Regions from separate parts of the Rattus norvegicus genome. Here region 1 is linked to region 2. A link is a contact called in public Hi-C data. All regions are on one chromosome and are shown on one strand. The core of a region is the stretch at or near the end of the contact, and the rest is flanking DNA. Distances in the headings are between cores, read along the strand shown. Region 1 has its middle 25 kb from the start of Skor1. Region 2 holds the start of Pias1 (protein inhibitor of activated STAT, 1).

Region 1 (6,160 bases), core at 546-3,045, 150 kb before region 2:
GGGCCTTCAGAGGCCCAGGGGAAAGCTGTGGAACCAGTCAAAGGGGCTGTGCCGTAACCAGTGGAGTTGTGGGAAATAGTAGGGAAGATTATTAAAGATGTAACAGCTGGATGACTGGGGGAGGGCATCCGGGAGGACGTCCCTCTTTGAACAATCCCCCCACCTCCAGCAATCCAGCTATGCATGATTGCATAGCTCTACGCAACCTCATGCAACCCCAGCCTAGACTCAGCATGTCAGTCTGGAATCTCCCTCATGCCTAACAATAGGGCCCAGCATCCCTTTCTTCTCTTCCTTTAACGTTTTTTAAAAAGTAGGTAGCGGGGTGTGTGTGTGTGTGTGTGTGTGTGTGTGTGTGTGTGCGCGCGCACTAAGTACTCTTAACCCCTAAACCATCTCCACAGCTCCTCTTCCTTCCTCTCACAAAGGACAATATCGCTTTGCTGTTTACAGTGCTGGCAAAGGCAGCCCGAGCAGACAACACTCTCACTGCTAAATTTGGGTTCCGGGAGAAAGCTAAGGAACCGGCCACATTGATGTGCATGTTCCGCGAAAAGGCCATCATCTCCACACTTCCTTCCTTCCTGCTTCTATGGTGCTCTGGTGACTCTCTTTACCGGCCTAACTAACACTCCCGCCCTCCTCCCTTTTGTTTTAGACATTACTCATTAACAACTGTTCTCCTTATTGCAATAGCCTGAGTCAAATCTTAAGCCTCGGATGCTTACTCTTCATAGTTTCTAGAGGTCCTTGTAAATGTCAGTTGAATGAGGAATTTGCCTGGAGTCCCAGGTTCCAGTCCTGGCTCATTTGTGTCTGGCTTCCCCTTCTAGCAAGTTCCAGTTCTGGTCTGAGGGGAGGTGGCGCCCAGCGAACAGCTGTACCTTTCCCATGCTGCCACCAGAGGGCGACGGCTCCGCGCAGGAGGCCCCTCGCTGTTCCCGCAGGCATTGGCCGCCTACAAGCGAGCTCGCCCTGGGTGCGACGCCCTAGAGGCGCCTCCTGCAGCTCTGCACGCTGCCAGCCGGGCTCTCCAGAGGCCCTTAAGTGGGTGGGAACAGCCTTCCAAGGCCAACCTCCTGCTTCTGCGGCTAGCACTGGTCGGTGACATCTCCCCTTCTCTGGCCTCTCTTATCTAGGTGGAACAGACTTCGAAGGGTCCCGATTCAGCGGGAAATGGGGATGGGGAGTGGAGGTACCCAGGAACTTCGGAACTACTAGCAGTCGTACAAATGGACCAGCCGGCCTAAAGATGGGGACCAGGGAACATGAAGGAAAAATGTTAACCTTTGACGGCCTGAACCGTGGGTCAGAACTGAAACGGGGGTTTTCGCATCCCAACTCCCAGCTGTTGGGCTGGAACGGTCTGGATCAGAAATGGTTTCCTACTAGGGAGTGGGGAGAACAACAAAAACAAAAACAAAACAAAACAGACAGCCACTGCAAGAAAAGCCCCACACCGAATGTACTCTCTTAAAGGACTCCGGCTGGGGAGCTCATTGACTTGGTCCTGAGGAGGGTGGCATTTGCTTGAAAGTGCCTCTGTCCCCAGACACATTTGGAAACGTTAAGCAGAGAGCTCGACTTCAGAGTCAGCTCTGGCAATTGGATTAACCTTGCGGGGAAAGGCTTCATTTTCTGTGTGTGGTTCAAATTCTTCAGCATTAACATCTGTAATACCAGAAAGCAACCATTCACTTCAGCTGGCAAAAACGATACCAAAAAACAAAAACAAAAACAAAAACAAACAAAAACAAAAAACAAAAAAACCCCCGCAAAATAACAAAACAGGAAAGGAAGGGCAAAAATCTAAAAACAACACTAACAAAAAACAGTAACTTAAAGCCAACCAGCAAAGCTAAGCACGGTGGCACATGTCTATAATCCCAACTCTGGAGGCAGAGGCCTGGGGATCTCTGAGTTTGAGGCCAGCCAGGGGTACACAGAGAAACAACAAACAAACAAAAAGACACAAAACTATCAAAAATCTCCCCAAACCCAAATGAGACCAAAAAAATCACCTCCTTCAAGAATTAGGAACCAAGACAGGGAGAGGTGGCTCTGTAGCTAAGAGCACTGGCTGCTCTTGCAGAGGACCTACGCTGGATTCCCAGCATCCACGGAGCAATTCACAACTTCAGCTCCAGGGGTTCCTACGTCCTCTTCTGCTTCTGGCCTCACCAAGCAACTGCATGCTCGTCATTCAAGGGCAAAACACTCATCCACACACATTTTAAAAAAATGTTTTAATGCTTTTAAGGAATGGGAAGCTGGGCAGTGGTGGCACACTCCTTTAATTCCAGCTCTTGGGAGGCAGAGGCAGGTGGATTTCTGTGAGTTTGGAGTTTGAAGCCAGCCTGTTCTACAGAGTGAGTTCCAGGACAGCCAAGAGTACACAGAGAAGTCCTGCCTCAAACTCCCCCACCACCCAAAAAAGAAGAAGAAAAGAAAAAAGAAAGGCAGAATGGGAGACTGCACAAGAGGATAAAGAAAATGTTCCCACATGCCTCGCACCACAGACATTGGCGCTGTTTTTTCTCTAAAAAATGAGGATAACGGTGTGAACAGTATGGGAATGTCCTGAGGACTCAGGGAACGTAAGTAACATTCCACAAGTGTTAGCTAATTTTATATGGAAAGAAACCAGCCCCAAACTGTACGGATCCGCCACTTATGCAACTTTCCAGTCAATTGTTCTTCCAAAATGATAGTTTTACTGATTGCACGGTATTTCATCCCATTTTAGTACAATTTATTTAAGTTAGCCCCTGCTGTGGAGCCTTTAAATTGTTTCCAGTTTTTGCTGTTAAAATAACAGCAAGATTAACATCTTTAAACATCTACCCTTGTCAGCATTTCTGATTATTTCCTTAGGCAGATATTTTAGAGGTAGGATTACTAGGACAAAGGGCACAAATATTTTTCAGGCTTTTGAGTCAGGTTACAGAATTGCTTCCCAGAGAGATCCTGCCAATTCCCCCTCCCACCTGCAGTGTGAGAGAGTGCCCGCCTCACAGCACACAAAGGAGGAATCTTTGGGGGAGGGGTGGGATCTGAGGATGCTGCCTACTCTTCCGATAGTGTGCAGTTTTGGAGAGAGGGGGCCTGTGGGAAGAATAAAGGAGACTGTAAGGACTTATGGAGTGTGATGAGGTTCTTGTTTGTTTTGGTAGCCTAAAAAATATTATTTATGTATCTGTGTGTGCGCCTGCGTGAGTTTCTGTGCACGACCTGCTTGTAGGAGCTGTGCAGGCCAGGAGAGGGTGTCTGATCCTTCGGAACTGGAGTTACAGGCAATCGTTAGACATCTTGTGGGTGCTGGGCCCTGAACTTAGGTCCTCAGCAGGATCGATACATGTTCATAACCAGAAAGACATCTCTCCTGCCCCAAGGTACAAGAAGGAACTTTCCTTCCCTGTCTCTGTGCGTGCATTGTGTGCGTGCACGTGCATTGTGTGTGTGTCATCTGTCACTGCTTTTGAGACGGTGTCTCACTATGCTACTCCGGCTGGCCTGGAAGCCACAGAGACCCACCTGCCTCCAGAGCGCTGGGATTAAATGACTGCACCTGGCAGGAGTGTGATGGTTTTAATTGTTGACACAAGCTAGAATCATAGGAGTCTCAGTGAGGGACTGTCTAGATCGGTTTGGCCTATGGGCATGTCTACAGAGTGGCGGTTCTCAACCTTGGGTGGCAACCCCTTGGCAAACCTCTACCGCCCAAAATATTTGCATTACAATTTATTACAGTAGCAAAATTACGCTTGTGAAGTATCAATAAAAATAATTTTATGTTTGGGGGGCTCACCACACCATGAAGAACTGTATTGAGGGATCACAGCATGAGGAAGGTTGAGAACCATTGCTGTAGGCTTTGAGTTGGACTGCCTTTCACGAATGGAAAGATCCAGCCTGTGAGTGGGAGCCAGGATCCGCCATTTTGGGTTCTGGGATGCTAGGAATAGAGGAAGCTAGCAGCCGCCTTCAGTAAGCACCTCCATTGTGATTCCTCTCTAGTGAGGATGTGAATGGAAGCTCTGTGGTCCCACATCACCTCCCCTGGGGCTGCACCCTGGGTTTTCGAACTGAAAGAAGCCCATTCCCTCCGAGCTGCTTTTTTTCAGGGTATTTGTCACAACCACGGAACTGAACTAGACACCAGTTTGCTTTGGGCTTAAGGAGGAGAGCATGTATTCCCAGGCTGCTGGAAAGAGGTGTGCGTAGGCTTTAGTCAGGGCAGGTTAGCAGGTGGTACTCAAGAGGCCGGTCCCTCTGTTTAGAGGTAGAAGATGAGGCAAGAGCTTGAGAGGCCAAGGAGCAAGCCTTTTACCTGATAATAGAAGAGACCACAGTCCATTGAAGCCGATGACCTTCAGACTTGGAGTTAGCATTCTGTGAGGTGAAAGACAGGCTTTCTCTTCAGTAAGCAAACACCTAAGGCATACGAACATCGGCCAACTCTTGCAAAACATGTGGTAAGCAGTCAGAAATACTGGGGGTGGGACAGTTTGTTGTAGAAGGCTGTGTACTTCTGCAGATGAACCACACTTGCAGGAGACCAGCGCTTATAGAAGTTGTTCTGGAAGGTTACTCCAGCCAATACATCTCTTTCGGAAATCATTCATGCCAGGCAATGCTTGAAGGGAAGGCATTTGCTCACTCTGAAAAAAGAGCAAAACTCTAAATAAGGAATCAGATGTGGTTTTAAAAACACACACACCCGTCACTCAGATTTATCCCAGGAACTCCATACGGCCTCCATGTCAGAAGGTCATGTGATTACCTCAAATGACAGGAACCAGCAGCTGATAAAGTTCACCTCCTGTTTATGATTTAAAAGCACCTTGGAGAGGTGTGCTGACTCAAAGGTCACAGAGCAAAACCTTGAGGCAAATGTGATACAAAACACAGAAAATGTAGATTGTCCCTAGGCCTTAGAACAAAGTGAGGAGTCCAGCTCCTGTACCAGCTGATAGAGCGTAATGGACGCTTTAGACTAAGCCGTGAGGAGAAAAGAGACCGATGAGCTACAGGAGGAGGAATAGATTATCGTGACAGGAAGGAAACTTTTAAAAAGACTTATGTATATGAATATTTGGCCTGAGTGTCCATCTCTACTCATGGTATGCCTGATAACAGAAGTCAGAAGAGGACATCAGATCTCCTAGAACGAGAGTTACAGACAGTTGTGAGCCACCCTGTGGGTGCTGAGAATTGAGTCCAGGTCTTCTGCAAGGGACCCAGTACTCTTAACTGCTGAATCGCCTGTCCGGCCCGGAAAACTTCCTTTTTAAAGATTTATTTACTTATTTTATGTATATGAGCACATTGTCACTGTCTTCAAACACTACAGACGCTGCAGAAGAGGGCATTGAATCCCATTACAGATAGTTGAGTCACCAGGTGGTTGCTGGGAATTGAACTCGGACCTCTGGAAGAGCAGTCAGTGCTCTTAAACGCTGAGCCACCTTTTCAGCCAAAGGAAACAAACAAACAAGCAAACAAACAACAACAACATTGCATGCATGCACGAATCATGGCACATGTATGGAGGTCAGGGGACCACTTGTGGGAGAATAGACAATAGGAATTTCCAACACTGAAAAAGTAGTAAACAAATAACAGCAAAAATAAGTTCCCCAGGCCAGATTGAACAATAAACAGACTTGACTCCTTGAGAGCTCTGAGAGCCATGAATACTGGGACATGTATGGTGGCAATGGCGGGGGCGGGGGGAAGGAAAAGGGACAGGAACAAGGACAAGAGGCTATTTGAGGGGCTGCAAGAGGGCTCAGTGGGGAAAGGGCTGGCCACAAAGGCCTAATGACTGAGTCTGACATTCAGGGACCACGTAAAAGAATAAGGAAAAAAAAAAACTAACTCCTCTGGCTCCACACCTGTACCTCTGGCATGTGTGGGGCAAGCACACGCACGTGTATATACATGCCATACATGTACACACACACACACACACACACTAATAAAGAAATACATTTTTTAAAAAGATTTATTATGTATACAGCGTTCCACCTGCATGTACACATGCAGGCCAGAAGAGGGCACCAGATCTCATTATAGATGGCTGTGAGCCACCATGGGGTTGCTGGAAATTGAACTCAGGACCTCTGGAAGAGCAAACAGTGCTCTTAACCTTTGAGCC
Region 2 (6,127 bases), core at 2,719-5,218:
GGCCCTGGGTTCGGTCCCCAGCTCCGAAAAAAAAAAACCAAAAAAAAAAAAAAAAAAAAGAATTTCTTTTGGAACATGTATACACCTCATGTAAGAACAGCTCCCGCTGCCATGCCTAATAACCTATGTCCAGTCTTAGGACCCACATAGTAGAAAACTTGTACCTTAACAAGCTTCCAACTCTCTCTCTCTCTCTCTCTCTCTCTCTCTCTCTCTCTCTCTCACACACACACACACACACACACACACACACACATGCACATACACTAGCATATATATACACACCCAAACACAAAGTTTTAAACGACTTGGAAAAAAGAGAATCTTTATGAACCCCCTATTGAGCTCTTGAGGTGACTCAGCCAGAACCACCTGATTAACATACTCAGCTGAAAGAGGGGCGGGGATGGGGGGAACCTCAGGATAGCAAAAAGACATAGCTATCAGAAAATTGCTGGGAGCTTTTGGTGTTTTGTGCCTGGAAGTAGGAGAAAAGGCCGAATTTTGATTTTTGTTGTTGTTGTTGTTTTTAAGATTTTATTCATTTAGTATTATATATAAGTACATTGTAGCTGTCTTCAGATACACCAAAAGAGGGCATCAGATCTCTTTACAGATGGTTGTGAGCCACCATGTGGTTGCTGGGAATTGAACTCAGAACCTCTGGAAGAGTAGTCGGGTGCTCTTAACCGCTGAGCCATCTCTCCAGCCCTGTTGTTGTTGTTTTAAAGATTTATTTACTTATTGTGTATACAGCATTCTGCCTGCATATGTGACTGCATGCCAGAAGAGGGCACCAGATCTTATCACAGATGGTTGTGAGCCACCATGTGGTTGCTAGGAACTGAACTCTGGACCTCTGGAAGAGCAGTCAGTGCTCTTAACCACTGAGCCATCTCTCCAGTACCAAATTTTGTTTTAAATGTTTAGTTTTGAATTGAGACCTCTTGCAGGGCAGCTGGACACAAACTTGTGTGGCCCAGGTTGCCTTTGAACTCCTTATCCCCTTGCCTTCACTTCCCAAGTGCTAGGATATTAGTCGTGGGCCACTACAACTGTTTGTTCGTGTGTTTATAGACAGAGTCTAGCTATATAGCTCAAGTTGTCCTAGAACTCACTGTGTAGTCCAGGCTGGTCTTGAACTATTGAAAGTCTTCTTGCTTTGCTCCACCCCACCCCAAAGTGTTAGGATCATGTTTTTGTATTGCACACTCAGATGTTAACGGAAAGTTCTAGGATTACAGGCCTTTGCTATCTAGGCCAGTTCCAAATATAGGGCTCAAGAAGACAGAAGCGCCTGGGGGTCAGGAAAGCCAGAGTCAGCCTGGACTCTGTCAGTCTGGTAGTCCTCTGTAGTCTGGAAGAGAGGGATGGTCGTGAAGAAGGCAATATTTTAATAGCTGAACTCGGCTGGACTTGTGGACGCTCTAACACTGGAAATAAATAAAAGAGAGGAGTAAGGATGCTTCCCTGACTTTCATTTTGACAATATTGGATATATATACTGGATGATTGTGAGACAGTTGAGAACGGAGCAAGCCTGGCAGTCAAGGAGGAATGTGACAGTCAAGGAAGAAGGTGGAGTGACGATGAGATGTGGAGCTGATACTAGGTAGCTAGCAACATTAGGGATCAACCTCCTTTTAATTAGTTAATTAATTACATTTGAGACAGGGCCTTACTTGTAGCCCTAGCTGACCTAGAGTACTATGTAGAACATAGAGATCACAAGAGATCTACCTGTGTCTGCCTCGAATGCTGGAATTAAAGGCCTGTACCACCACACACAGTATCTCTAAACCAAAATTAATTAATAAATTATTTAATAAATTAAATAATTAATTAATACTAAATTAAATTATTAATACTAAATTAAATTATTTCTTTTGGGATAGGATCTCACGTAGCCCAGGCTTGCCTGAAACTGGAACTCCTGACTTTTACCTCCCAACTACTGGGATTTTGGGCACGTACCACCATTTTCACTTTTATGCAGTATCAACGTTCAAACACAGGCTTCTTGTATGTTAGGCAGTTAGATAAACAGTCTGTAAGCAGAGCTGAATCCCTACGGTTGCCTGCATTCGAATTTGGTGATGCAGTCTAAGCTGCAGATATTTGAAAATCATTATATTATAGTCAAGAGTTGATTGATAGCTCTGGGTGCTTGAATAAAGATCACAGACTGAGTCTTAGACTCTTCAATCTTTCTTCTTCCTCTGTGTCTCTGTGTCTCTGTGTCTCTCTTGTCTGTCTGTCTTTCTTCTTTCCTTCCTTTCTTTCCTTCTTTCTTGTCCCCACCCCCACCCCAGGGTCTCTTTGTGTAGCCTTGGCTGTCTTAGAACAAGTTCTGTAGACCAGACTGACCTCTAACTCACAGAGATCCACTTAGTCCTTATGCAAATTCCAGGGCTGCATAGAGAAAAGGGGTGGAGAGAGGGAGGGAAGGAAGGACAGAGAGAAAGAGAGAGGTAGGGGGTGGGGAGTCACTCAGTGAAGAGACAGGAATGGAATGTCAGGACAGTGACAGGGATATGGAGGAAAGTTCAACAACTGTGTTTCCAGAGAAAGCAAGGACGTCAATGGTTAGCAGTTCCCTCTAGCCAATTTAGGTAAGTCCTGAGAACTGAGAGTGGGCTTTGCAAAGGTATAGATGAACAGTCCTCTTGATGATAGATCAAGATAGGGCAGTGTAGCTGCCTCAGGATAGGTGGAAAGGTCAGTGCCACTGAAGAAATGGGAACAAATACTTGTAGAAAAATGAAGTCTTGTTTGAGAATTTATTCCATGAAGAAAGCAGAGAAAAAGAGTACCCACTGAAGGTAATTTTGTATCCAGAGGAAGTTTAAATTTAAGTAAGAGGAATTTTGATATGTTTATATGCTGATGAAAATGATTCTGTTAAGGAAGGAGGTTGGAAACTATAGATACTGGAGTAAAAAAAATTAGGAATTAGGAATGTGGGAGTGAAAATAATCTAGGTCACTGGTCAGGATCTGGCCTTCTTGAATTCAGAGGTAGTTCAGTGTAATCCAAATGTTAAGAGGATTTTGATAGTAAAACGTTGGTCAGTTAAAAAAAAAAGGCTTGGATTTTGAAGGAAGGAAGCTTTTAGTAGATAGGAGTAGGTATGAAATAATCTTTCTTCTAGTCTAAATATCAATGCAGTTGGAGAAAACCCTTCGGGGATTAAGCACACCTCCCCTTAATCCATTTTTCTCTTAGTTAGCCTTTTGATCTCAATGCTGTTCATCACCATTAGTAATTCTATTTTATTAGCTCACAGATCTGTACCCCATGAGCGACAGGTCAGGGATCTTCCCTAATTTCTGACTGCACAGGGTAACGTGACGACGAATGGCTGTCTTCAGAATTTGCCTTAGCCACCCCTGTTACATGCTGTTTAGGGGAGTTCCTTTTCCCCTCAGAGCCTTTATTTCGGAAAAGAAAGATACCATGGGAATGATAATATATATTTTTTTGGCCTTACTGCCTCATCATGAGGATTTGCGCAAACCCTGAAACGCGTCTTCAAATTCTCCTTAAATGAAACTAGCTAATCGTGATCCACCCGAGGCTGGGTAGGGTACAGGTGCAGAACGCATCCTGCGGATCCGGGAGCGTTGTGGCTTCTGTCAACAGTGGCTCAGAGGGCAGATGAAGGACGAAACTGAGGCCAACACCTCCCCCAGATGTGGCCTCTTCCCTGGGCGCTCCTGGCCGGGCCGGCGTGGGGGCGGGGAGGCCGAGGGGGTAGTAACTGTCAAACTCCCGCTTGGCGCCATTATTTAAATAGTACGTGTGGGTCTCGCAGCTGTGCGTGCTCCGGGCGGGGCAACGAGGTCCGGGAGTGGGGCGGAGGCAGGGGGCGGAGCGGGAAGGCTGAGGGGCGGGGCGGAGGCGGAGTCAAGTCCGCTAGAGGGGAGGGTCCAGCGCGGCCCCCGGCGAGCTTCACTGCGCTTGCGCTGACAGACGCAAGATGGCGGACAGTGCGGAACTAAAGGTAAAGCGCAGCTCGAATTCACTTCTAATATTCGGCCGCGGAGACGGCGCCGCTGGTGCCGGGGGGGATGGGTCGGACCCTGGGGGGGCCGCTCGGGCCGGGCTCCACCCGGGTCTGGAGTTGTAGGCCGGAGAGGCGTTCCGGGCCTCAGTGGAGGGGGCCTGGCTGCGGCGGGCCGTGGGCCCCGGGTGCCTCGGGGGCGCTGACGGGTCGTCCCCGGCGTGTTATTGTTGTGGGCGCCTCTGGCGGGGGTGGCGGGGCGAAGAGAGAGTGAGTCGGGACGTGGCGGCAGCGGCGGTCCCCGGGGCCTGGGTGCCTTACCTTGCAGCCCGCCTCCCCACCCTCCCCCCCACGGGCAGCCAGGGGCTGGGGGGGGGTAGGTTGCGCTTGGAAGAGGGGGATTGGGAAAACTGCCCCGCTGCCGCTTCCTCTTCCTCTTTCGCCGTCCCGGGCTCCTGTCAGGCGCTGCGCTCGGACCCCCGGGAACTTGGCTCAGGCCGCCCCGCCCCTCCGCGGCGCCCAGGCGCCCCCGCCCCGCTGCCGCCGCTGCCGGCCTGTCAGTGGGTGCCCGGCCAGTGGGAATGCGCGATCCCGGGGCGATCGGCTAGGGAGTACGAGGGAGAAGCTCTTGGAAAGTTTAGCGAGCCCGGAGCCGGCGTTGGAGGTTCGGCTAAAGGGTTGTAGGGGGAGTCTGCCCAGGCGGGACGTTACTGTTTCTCTCTTGATTCCGGGCCACCGGGTTGGGGTGGGGGGGGAACAACCCACTGGAAGAGTGTGCATTTGGGAGCGGTGGTGGGGATACAGCCACCTCTCTCCACTCTTGCTGTCTCTGGTGTGGCTGATGAGAGCAGCCTTGGGGGTCTCTACACACACCATGATGGCGATGCTATAGCTGATGGAGGTGAATGGTTCGTGTTTATATCCCCCGTTGCCTTTTGTTTGTTAGGGACATCTTGCTGGCCATGTTGATTTAAACGAAATTCTCCTCCCCCCATCCCACCCTAACCTCCAATAAATAGAACGTTCCATCGTTCCTCTCAACTGTACCAATTACTCATGCCTCGCGAAATTAGATGAAAGGGTGCCCCCTTTTCTCCGTTTTTTCTCCCACCCCAATCTTTACCTGATGATGGCTCCTTTACCAAAGCACATATACCACTACACAAGCTGTTGGGGGAGGGCTGGTGGAACCCTTATGATTGGATTGTGACAAATGGGGCTCTGCTTGAATAATTCTGGTTTAGTAGCAGGCAGGCAGGCAGTTCTTAACTAACGCATATTATTTAGAGGCTCTGAACACGGTATTCCCTTCTCTGGCTTCCTGTGTGCAAACCAAACAGCTGGTTATAGCACAAGAGAGAACCAGCATCTCTGTCAGAGTGGAGATTGGGCTATGCAATTGCAAATCTTCAGGAAGATTTAGAAATTCTTTTTATAACCAATAAAAATTATTTTTTTCTCCATTATGATGAAGTAACTTCTAGAACAAGCAGACCACTACCTTTGTTTCTGGACTCACACTCTCTCTCTCTCTCTCTCTCTCTCTCTCTGTGTGTGTGTGTGTGTGTGTGTGTGTGTGTGTATACACATGCACACGCGCATATGCGCGCAAAAGCCTCACTGGAAGATCTTTTTTCCCTAGTAACTTTGGAGTGTTAACATATGAAGATTTTTGTACAAGATTTGAGTATTTGTTCTTTTAAGTTTGCTTCTTATTACTAACTCGTTTAAGACAGAAAATTATAAGAATACCCCCCCCCCCTTTTAAAGACAAGGTTCGATATGTTGCAGAGGTTGGCCCAGAACTCACTGTGAGGCTTTGAACTTCAGAGATCCTCCAGCTTCTGCATCCTTAGTGCTGGGATTAAAGGCATCCACCAACATTCCCGGCTTGGATAGTTTCATTTATCCCAATTTCAGACTATTGATTTCACAGAGAAAGCCTCAGAAATTTGACATTTTGGAGATCACCAACTTGCATAAAAACAAACAAAAAAACAGCTCAAGTGTGTGTGTGTGTGTTATGTAATTGGTTTTCTAACCATCACTATGTTGTCATCTTTTTTGGTTTTGATTTTGCTTTTGCTTTGAGGCAGGGTTTCTCTCTGTAGCCCTGGCTGTCCT

The links. Hi-C and Micro-C count contacts between places; a contact is called where the count stands out from the background.
Region 1: a Hi-C map of liver shows a contact between it and region 2, with 2.9 times the contacts expected there. The contact joins the enhancer-like site here to the promoter of Pias1 in region 2. A contact is called at or near these places in 6 of 12 Hi-C or Micro-C datasets (the A7r5 cell line, Schwann cells, frontal cortex and 3 more) and 1 of 1 datasets of contacts at active chromatin or transcription factors (oligodendrocytes).

What each region holds. Positions count from the first base shown.
Region 1 is chr8:72,474,951-72,481,110 of GRCr8, reverse strand. No RefSeq gene overlaps it. Among named protein-coding and RNA genes, the nearest start is that of Skor1, 25 kb to the left of the region's middle. Within about 2 kb of position 1,795, at least 24 of the 93 cell types and tissues checked have an H3K27ac peak or open chromatin away from gene starts, as enhancers often do. A contact at or near this core is called in liver, where this site is marked.
Region 2 is chr8:72,332,152-72,338,278 of GRCr8, reverse strand. Pias1 (protein inhibitor of activated STAT, 1) reads left to right here and starts at 3,968. Exons shown (of 14, transcript NM_001106829.3): 1 at 3,968-4,003. The coding sequence starts at 3,980.